2 separate regions of the Mus musculus genome follow, and region 2 is linked to region 1. The links are chromatin contacts, called in public promoter capture Hi-C maps. All regions are on one chromosome and are shown on one strand. Each heading gives the region's core, a stretch centred on a gene start, on an enhancer-like site or on the middle of the called end of the contact. The rest is flanking DNA. Distances are from core to core; before and after follow the strand shown.

Region 1 (3,826 bases), core at 346-2,845:
GAACACCTCCAGCATTTGGAAACACAGAAGAGGGTGGAGAAGGTGATAAATTACCTTGGTATTTGGACGGAGCCCACAAACATACCTGAAGACCATGAGCCGGGTTTTGTGTTGCAGAATCAAGATAAAGTCATATTTAAAGGCATCCGACAGATAAAGCCAACCTCTGTCCTTTGGACCCTAACTTAGATCTCTAAGTTATCTTTTTTTGTTGTTGTTGTTTAATGAACGCAAGTGGCTGGTAGAGATAAACAACTTTTGGAACGAAGTAGAAAAACAGCAAAAGATAGTTCATATAAAGTGAAGATATTGACTTACTGAGCAAGAACCAATGCAGAAGCATTCCGAAGTTAGGGGACTTGGGAAACAAAGTTAGGAAGCCGCCCTTCACCGCTATCTGGAGGGAACCTCGCTGCTTCCCCGCTGAACAGAGACGAAAAGCCGCCGCTCTTTTGGGCGGGTGTGGCCGATAGAAACAAAAGGTTAAAACACAAAAGGCGGGGCGGAGGGCTAGGTCAGGGGAGCTCGGCAGGCTCGTGGTTCCCTTCCTATTCAGACTGGCTGAGATAGGCCCGGGGGTCGCCAACACCTAAGAGAGGATGGATCCCGACGAGGACAGCAATAGGTCATTCTGGGTGGGTCATTAAACTGAACCAAACCACGGAGGTGAGGGGAGCGGACTCTTAACTAATGGTCCAGGCCCCATCAGCTTCATCTGCGCAGCTCTTGACAGTCTGGAACCTGTGGCTTCCTCAACTGGACCCCAGCCCCCAAAAACTTCCCGGACTCCTATTAATTTGCTGGAACTCCCTTACCACCCAAACCCTGTCTACATTCTATTGTTGCACGCTTCGTGTCTCCAGAGCGCTCCAGAGACAGTGAAGTTTGAAAACGCGTGAGGAAATGACCCCCACCTCTGCATCTTTCTTTTTTTGTGACCAAAGTCAGAGCTTATGTGTGGGTGAGCCTGATCTAATTCCCATTCTTATCAGAACGTTTTCCTCCAATCTACACACAACCGGGGAAAAGCGAGGCAGTATCCAGTTTGGATGCCCTTCTTCTTAGCCCCTCACCACCCCTAAAGAAGAAGCACAAGAGATGAAGGCGTTTAAAATAAACAAAACAATCTGTGCGAGAGTTTAAAAGAACAAAAGAAAAGGAGAACCGGGAAAAGAGATACAATTAAAAAATAATAATAAAAGACAAGAAACAGAAAGAAACAGTCAAACTTGGCTGCTAGATCTATGACTTTGCCCTCGGAAGGGCTGGGAGCAGGGGGACCTGAGGGAAGCAGGACAAACAGGACAAGTCACTCACCTTCTCCCTCCACTTCGTCGCACTTTGAAGGGACATTGTTTCCATTGTTGCAGCCTGCGAGGCGCTAGGATACTTTTGCGCAGCCTGACAGCGGAGAAAGTCGCGTTGACAAAGTTGCGAGAAAGAGATACTCGGGCGTCCAGGGAGCTGGAGAAGGAGTTCATCAGAGTTTCCCCTTTTGTTCCAAGTCCCAGAGCAGACAAAGAGGCGGAGAGCCGCGGCAGGTTTCTCCCTCTCACCCCTTCCTCCTCTCTCCCTCCCCTCCCTCCCCGCCCCCTCCCTCTCCCCGCATCTCCCGCCCGACTCTAAGCCTTGGTGCGCAGCTCCGGCTGCTCTGTCCCCAAGACCAGCAACTCAGTCCCGACCCTCTCTCCTTCCATCTCCCCGAAAACTTTGCCCAGAAGATGCGGGTCTTGGTCCCTTCTCACACCCTTTGAACACCCAGCTTCCAGTCCGCGCTCTCACGCCCGGGGAAATCTCCAAACTCATTGTTTCCGGGAGATGCACCTCTTTGTTTGCACTTTCCCTGCCAATCAGGGAGAGGAGCGGTTCACTTTGGCAATGAGTTTCTGCCATTTCTCAGCATCCCAAGAGATGTAATATGAAGGAGCCAGTCAACCCTTTAAGGTAAGAGGTACAATCATAGGTAGGGCTCACAGATGCCTCTCCATCCATGACCCTCCATCCTATGTACCCTCTTCCAACCAACAGCCTGGAAGAATTCAAAGAAGTTCTAAGTGATGGAAAAGTCTCTTCTCCCTCCCTCATCAGTGCCCACACAGGACCCTAGGGGAAAACCCTCAAATCTGCATGGCAGAGGCCACTAAGTATCCCACAGGGACCTACACCTTGCCCTTGTAGGTTACCTGTTGCTGCTGGTACTATGCCACTCATGGGGGGTGGGGGGGGGCCTGAACAGAGACCACCGGCTCAAACCTCAGAGAACTTCCTCTTATCTCCAACTATATTAACAAGACTCTCAGGTTAACATGGCTCCTTCCCAAACCTACTGTTCCTTCCTAGTTCCCTTCCTTTCACAGCTACAGGGTCTTCCTCCTTCACTTCTAACTCCCCATCCTCTTCCCTCCCCCACCTTCTGGTCCTGGGCAAGCCAGGTGTCTTCCTTGTCTGGGAGTCTCTCAGTCTTTCTTAGAGCCTTCTGAAAATCATCCATCAGTTCCAGAACTGGGGTCCCCACTTTACACCGCAGCATTCAGCTCTCATCCCAACATGGTTTCCCCCCACCCCAGGAACTCAAAGCTGCACCAATTTCCTTTCTAGATCTCACCAGAATAGAAGAAAAGCAGGAAGGTGGGAGAAGGTAGAGGGACACGCAGCCTTTTATATTCAGTCTTCAGGGCAAAGGGGGTTTAAAAAAAAACACTCAAACATTCCAAAGCAAATATTCAACCTCCTGCTGGTGTCCACGCACCTTATATACTCTTTCTCCAAATCTAGACAGGGAAGACCCAATGAGTTGTTAAATGTGAGGGTAAAGAGATGGGGTGAAAGGGGGCATAGGGAGCTGTATTCCTGGCTAGGATTAAAGATGCGAAGAGGGGGTAGGAAGGGAACCTTGCTGGGTCTGGAATGTCATGGGTGTGGATCATAACAAGCACCCTTCCAGTGCTTGCCAAGTCTCTCCCCTAGGGGAGAACAAAGACTCTGTGAGAGGGCTTCCGTTCTGATCTCCTGGGGTCTGCACTGGGCCCAGTGTTCCTCTGTCAGACTGCCAGAGCGCGCACTCCGCTAGCTGTCTGAAACTTTGTAACCAACTTCCTCCGAATTAGCGCTCAAGGTTTGCTGGCCCAAAGAAACCTAGACAATAACATCCCAGAAACAGAGATGCGCTCTCCAAGGTCGGTCCTCCAACCTTGCTAGGTGCCGGTTCCCACCCGAATGCTGGACTGCCCTCTGCCAAAAGGCAAGCAGAGCACACTCAATCCATTAGTTCCTTTAAAAGCAGTTTCTTAAGTTGAGGACCCTGCTGGGTCTGGAATGTCGGGGGGGGGGGGGGGGGACAGAGTTAGGTAGAAGCAACTACTGGAAAATGTAGCAAAGTAATAAAGGATCCACAGGGAAGGGCAAGGACAATGGCTCAAGAGGCTCCAAGAGGGAGGACCAGGGAGCACTAGCAGGGCGCATACCCGCGCGGGTCCCGCCAAGATTGCACGGGTCCCGCAATCGCGCCTGGGATCCTGGCAACACGTGGCCACCAACTAGGGGTCCGCTGGGACCCTTACCTACTGGTGGCACCTACACAGTGTCCTGAAATTGCCCCTTATCTTGCGGAAGTTCAAAAGCCTCTTTTTAGGATAGGAATCTTGAATGCATCACAACCACAAAGAGGAAATATCCCCACCCACTTCTGTCTGGCACATTCTCCTCTTTGTTTAATTATGAGGATCTCCAGAATTTTGTTTTTAGGAGAAATGTACCCTCCCTCTGCAAATAAGCACTTCCTGCCCGCTCATCTTAAATATCTGCGTTAAAGGTCATGAAAAGCCCG
Region 2 (3,826 bases), core at 822-3,321, 1.1 Mb after region 1:
CATTTCCCTCAAGCACCCAACCCCCCGTTCCCACTCCAAAACCCCGCTCCGTCGCCTACCCTCCGGCTCGGGCCCCCCGGGGATCCCGGGTCCCCGCGGCGGTGGCTCGGGCCCCCGCGCGGTCCAGGTCACTAACCTGCTGCTGTAAGGGCATTTCCGAAAGCAGCCTGGCTCCGGGGGAGGTGGGGGGCCGGCTGGAGAGGGGGCCCGAGGCCGAGTGGAGCGGCGGCGCCGGGCGAGGGCGGGCGCCGTGGGGGGGTGGGGACGGGAGAGGGAGGGTGGCGGTGCCGGGTGCGAGGGCGCCGGGACCGTCCCAGGCCTGGGAGCCGGCGAGCAGGAGGAAGTGGGTGCCCCCTCTCCCCCTCCAGCGCCCCCTCCCGCCGCCGCCTCCTCCCCAGTCACAGGCGCGTCCTCCGCGCACGTGTGCGAAACGTCACCGGCGGGTCCCGGAGAGAAGGGACAGATCCTGGCGGCGGGACGGGAACCCGGCTGCCCCCGCCCTCCGTCGCCGGGGGGGCGGGGAGGGGGACAGGGCGGGGAAGGAAGGGGCAAGGGGAGAGGCGGGTCAAGGGCAGGCCCGGGGCCCGGAGAGCAAGGCCCCAGCGCTCCGGCCACGCGGGCGCCGCCGCTGCCACCGCGGAGATGCGCCCAGGCCGGAGCACCCGCCCGCCGGCCCCTTGTCGCAGACAGCGCGAGCCCTGGCCCACCGGGGCTCTCAGCTCCACCTCCCCCACCGCGATACCCGTCCACCTCCCAGATCCCCTTTGTTGCCTGGAGCTAGGTCCCCAAAGGTGCCAGGCACTGGCGCCCCTGCGCTCGGAGCACGCCTGCGGGACCCCCAGTCGCCCAGGGGCAGCAGAGACAGGAGAGGAGGCTTGCACGCCTCGGGTCCCCCAGTTTACATCCTCTGGGGTCCCCCACTCTCCAGTGCACTACTCCCTCCCCCACCCCCTTCTCCATCCGGGGCGTGACCCCTTCCTACGCCCGAGAAAGAGGAAGCTTCGAGTTGCAAGGGAGGGGAGAGTGGGGGTAGGGAAAAGTGCAGGAAAAGAAGTGGAGGGGGGGGGGGCGCGAAAAGTTTTGGAGTGTTGGATGTGGTTCTCAAAGAGGGACTCCCCACTGCCCCGCGTGCCTGCCCAGGCCCCCACGTCCTCCCAACGTCCGCAGGAAAGCACCCCGAGTCTAACAATAAGCACACGCTGGAAGGGACAGCAACGAGGCCCACGATGCTCAGCCTCGCGCTCCCGCCGCCACCGCTCCCGGGAGCCCGCCTCCCACCTGGGCTAGGGACGCTGAGGAGGGTATTACCGGTGGGCCACCGCCGCCGCCGCGTCCTGGTGCTGGTGGCTGCTGCAGCAGCCCGACTCTGCTGGAGGGTCCTTGTGGCGTGGTGTAGAGGCTGCTGGCGGCCGGCTCCGTGCCGGGGACACTGGGGAGAAGGGGGCCGGCGGTCAGGGCGCCACTTTGGAGGGAGGTGGCACAGGACGTGGTGGAAGGGTTCGTAGTGAGGATCTGGATGTACGTGCCCGGGGCGGCGGCGGCGGCGAAGCCGGGGCTGGCTAGCAGTGCCCTTTTGTCCATGGAGGCTGCAGCGGCGGCGGCGACGACAGCCGCCCCCTCCCCACCCCCGGCGGTCACCAGGTACTGCTCCAGGGCGGGCTGGATCCCCTTTCTCATCTCTCGCTCCTGCTCTTTTTTAGTGTTACGATATATTAACGTATTGCTTTCAATTTCTTTTATTATTTGCAGCCGGAGTTTCCAAGTCTCTCCTTCTCGCCTCCCCTCCCGGCGCTTCCGAACCCTCTCTCTCTCTTTTCTTTTTATTTTTCCGCACCGCACAGGCCCCGGGGGCCAAAAATAATCGGGGGTCTGGAGAGAGGAGGGTCCCGGCCGCACGGATATCAGGCCCCGAGGAGGGATGGAGGCGTCGGGGGCAGCCGATGCAACGGATTGCGAGGCGGTGGCGGCAGCCCGGGTGCTGCGGCCGGCAGCTGAAAAATGGCTCCAGGAAGCTGCTGCTGACAATGAATGAAGGGATACGGTTTACGCGCCAAGGTCCTCCCGCGAAACTCAGATTTCCCGCCGGCTTTTCAAACCATATTTGCATATCTCCGCCCCTCAACCCGCCGAGGACTGTTCCCACAGTCCATTGGATCCCTGTCGCCTTACTTCGGTACCAATCCTGGAGCGAGGTCGCCACTGGCTGTTTTCCATTGGCTGCCATACACCATGGTTACCGGGGTGACCCGGGCTCTATTTGCATAGAGCAACCTGACTGGCTGGAAGCAGAGCAGGCTTCTTAGGAGGTGGGGCAAAGTCCTACTCTCCCACGGAAAGCCACGCCCATTCCAGGCCCCTCCCTCGCTCCTACCCGCGGGGCTGGCTCTGATGACCTGGGCAGGGACTCTGCCTCGCAGACTCAGTGTGGATCTAGTCTTGAGCGCAAGTTTCGGTTTTGGAAATTGTCAAGGTGACACCCTCAGGGACTTTGTTTCCTGTAACCAAGCAGTGTAGTAAATGAAGAACTGGTAGAAATTCCCCTAAATATGTGTCAAAGGCAAGTTGGACCCGGCCTGGCAGGTGGAAAACTGAGCCCTTTAAATCCTGGGTTTCTTCCTTCCTGAAATCCAACCAATGACGTGAGAGCGGATCCGGAGGCCAAGGCTGATAGACAGAAGCATGTGGGCAGACAGAACCGTGGGGGTAGAAGGTTCAGCTGACGCGACTGCAGGCACACTTTAGTTCATATTCCAGATCATTCCTGGCAGCTTCATGATTAGCCCGATTTCGATTTAAGTAAAAATTAACTCTTTGTTCAGTGAACTCTGACTACAAGTATAGGTTTGAGTCTAACAAGCACCCTCTCTGGCCCAGAAACACCCAGGGGAGTTAATCAGGGCTAACCTAGAACTGATCCGCGGGTTTTTAATCCGCCATGCAGTAATCCAAAGTAGTACAGGCTTTTATGGTGACGTGGGACTTCCAGTGAAAGCTGCCTGCACTCAGCTCTTTACAGCCTCATACGCCAGGAAATTCTTAAGCAAACAGCAAACACTACAACGCAAACCTAACCCGATATGTTTTAAAAGAGGAGAAAAATGTATGCATATATATGTATATATGGAAATCAGAAAATGTCAAGGAAAATGAAATCGTCGAACTGGTTTCTATATTAAAGTAAATACTCACGGATCTTTAAAATGAGCATTGTGGGGCTGGAGAAATGGATCAGTTACTTACATAAGTGAGGGGACCTATATTTGATCCCCAATACTCACATTTAAAAAGCTAGGCATGACCGCGTGTATCACTAATCCCAGAACTGGGAGAATGAGACCTGAAAACTCATTGGGGCTTGATGGTCAGCCAGTGAAGCCAGTTGGGAAATTCGAGACTCACTGAGCTATCCTATTCTGAAAACTCAGGTAGAGAGCTACTGAGGGAGACATCTGAGGTTGACCTCTCTGGCCTCCACAGGCACGTGCATATGCACAAGCGTGTGCACTCTCACGTACACACACACTTGTATACGCACAATGAGAAGTATTTACGACTGAGGAGGAAGGTGAGGGAAGATGTAGATGTCGAGACCAGATTTTCATTGAGTAGCTGAGAACTGTGGAAAACAGCTGTTGGGATACATCCTTCTCTACCTCAGGCACATTATAATTTTTTAAATGTAGAGTATTTGGTAGGGTGCTCAGTGGATGACAAGGCTTGCATTACACCTAGTCCTTTCACCTAGGTATTGCTTGCTATTGTTATTATTATTATTATTATTATTATTATTATTATTAATTATTTTACCCAAGCTCACATTCAAACC

The links. Promoter capture Hi-C pulls out the DNA fragments that hold promoters and counts their contacts.
Region 2: a promoter capture Hi-C map of pre-B cells shows a contact between it and region 1, with 5 times the contacts expected there. The contact joins the promoter of E2f3 here to the promoter of 2610307P16Rik in region 1. A contact is called at or near these places in 2 of 39 promoter capture datasets (the HPC-7 cell line and pre-B cells) and 3 of 115 datasets of contacts at active chromatin or transcription factors (cardiomyocytes, embryonic stem cells and stem cell-derived neural progenitor cells).

Annotation. Positions count from the first base shown.
Region 1 is chr13:28,883,827-28,887,652 of GRCm38.p6, forward strand. 2610307P16Rik (RIKEN cDNA 2610307P16 gene) reads right to left here and starts at 1,596. Exons shown (of 8, transcript NR_045054.1): 1 at 1,318-1,596.
Region 2 is chr13:29,983,992-29,987,817 of GRCm38.p6, forward strand. It overlaps E2f3 (E2F transcription factor 3), which reads right to left and starts at 2,072. Exons shown (of 7, transcript NM_010093.3): 1 at 1,309-2,072. The coding sequence starts at 1,677.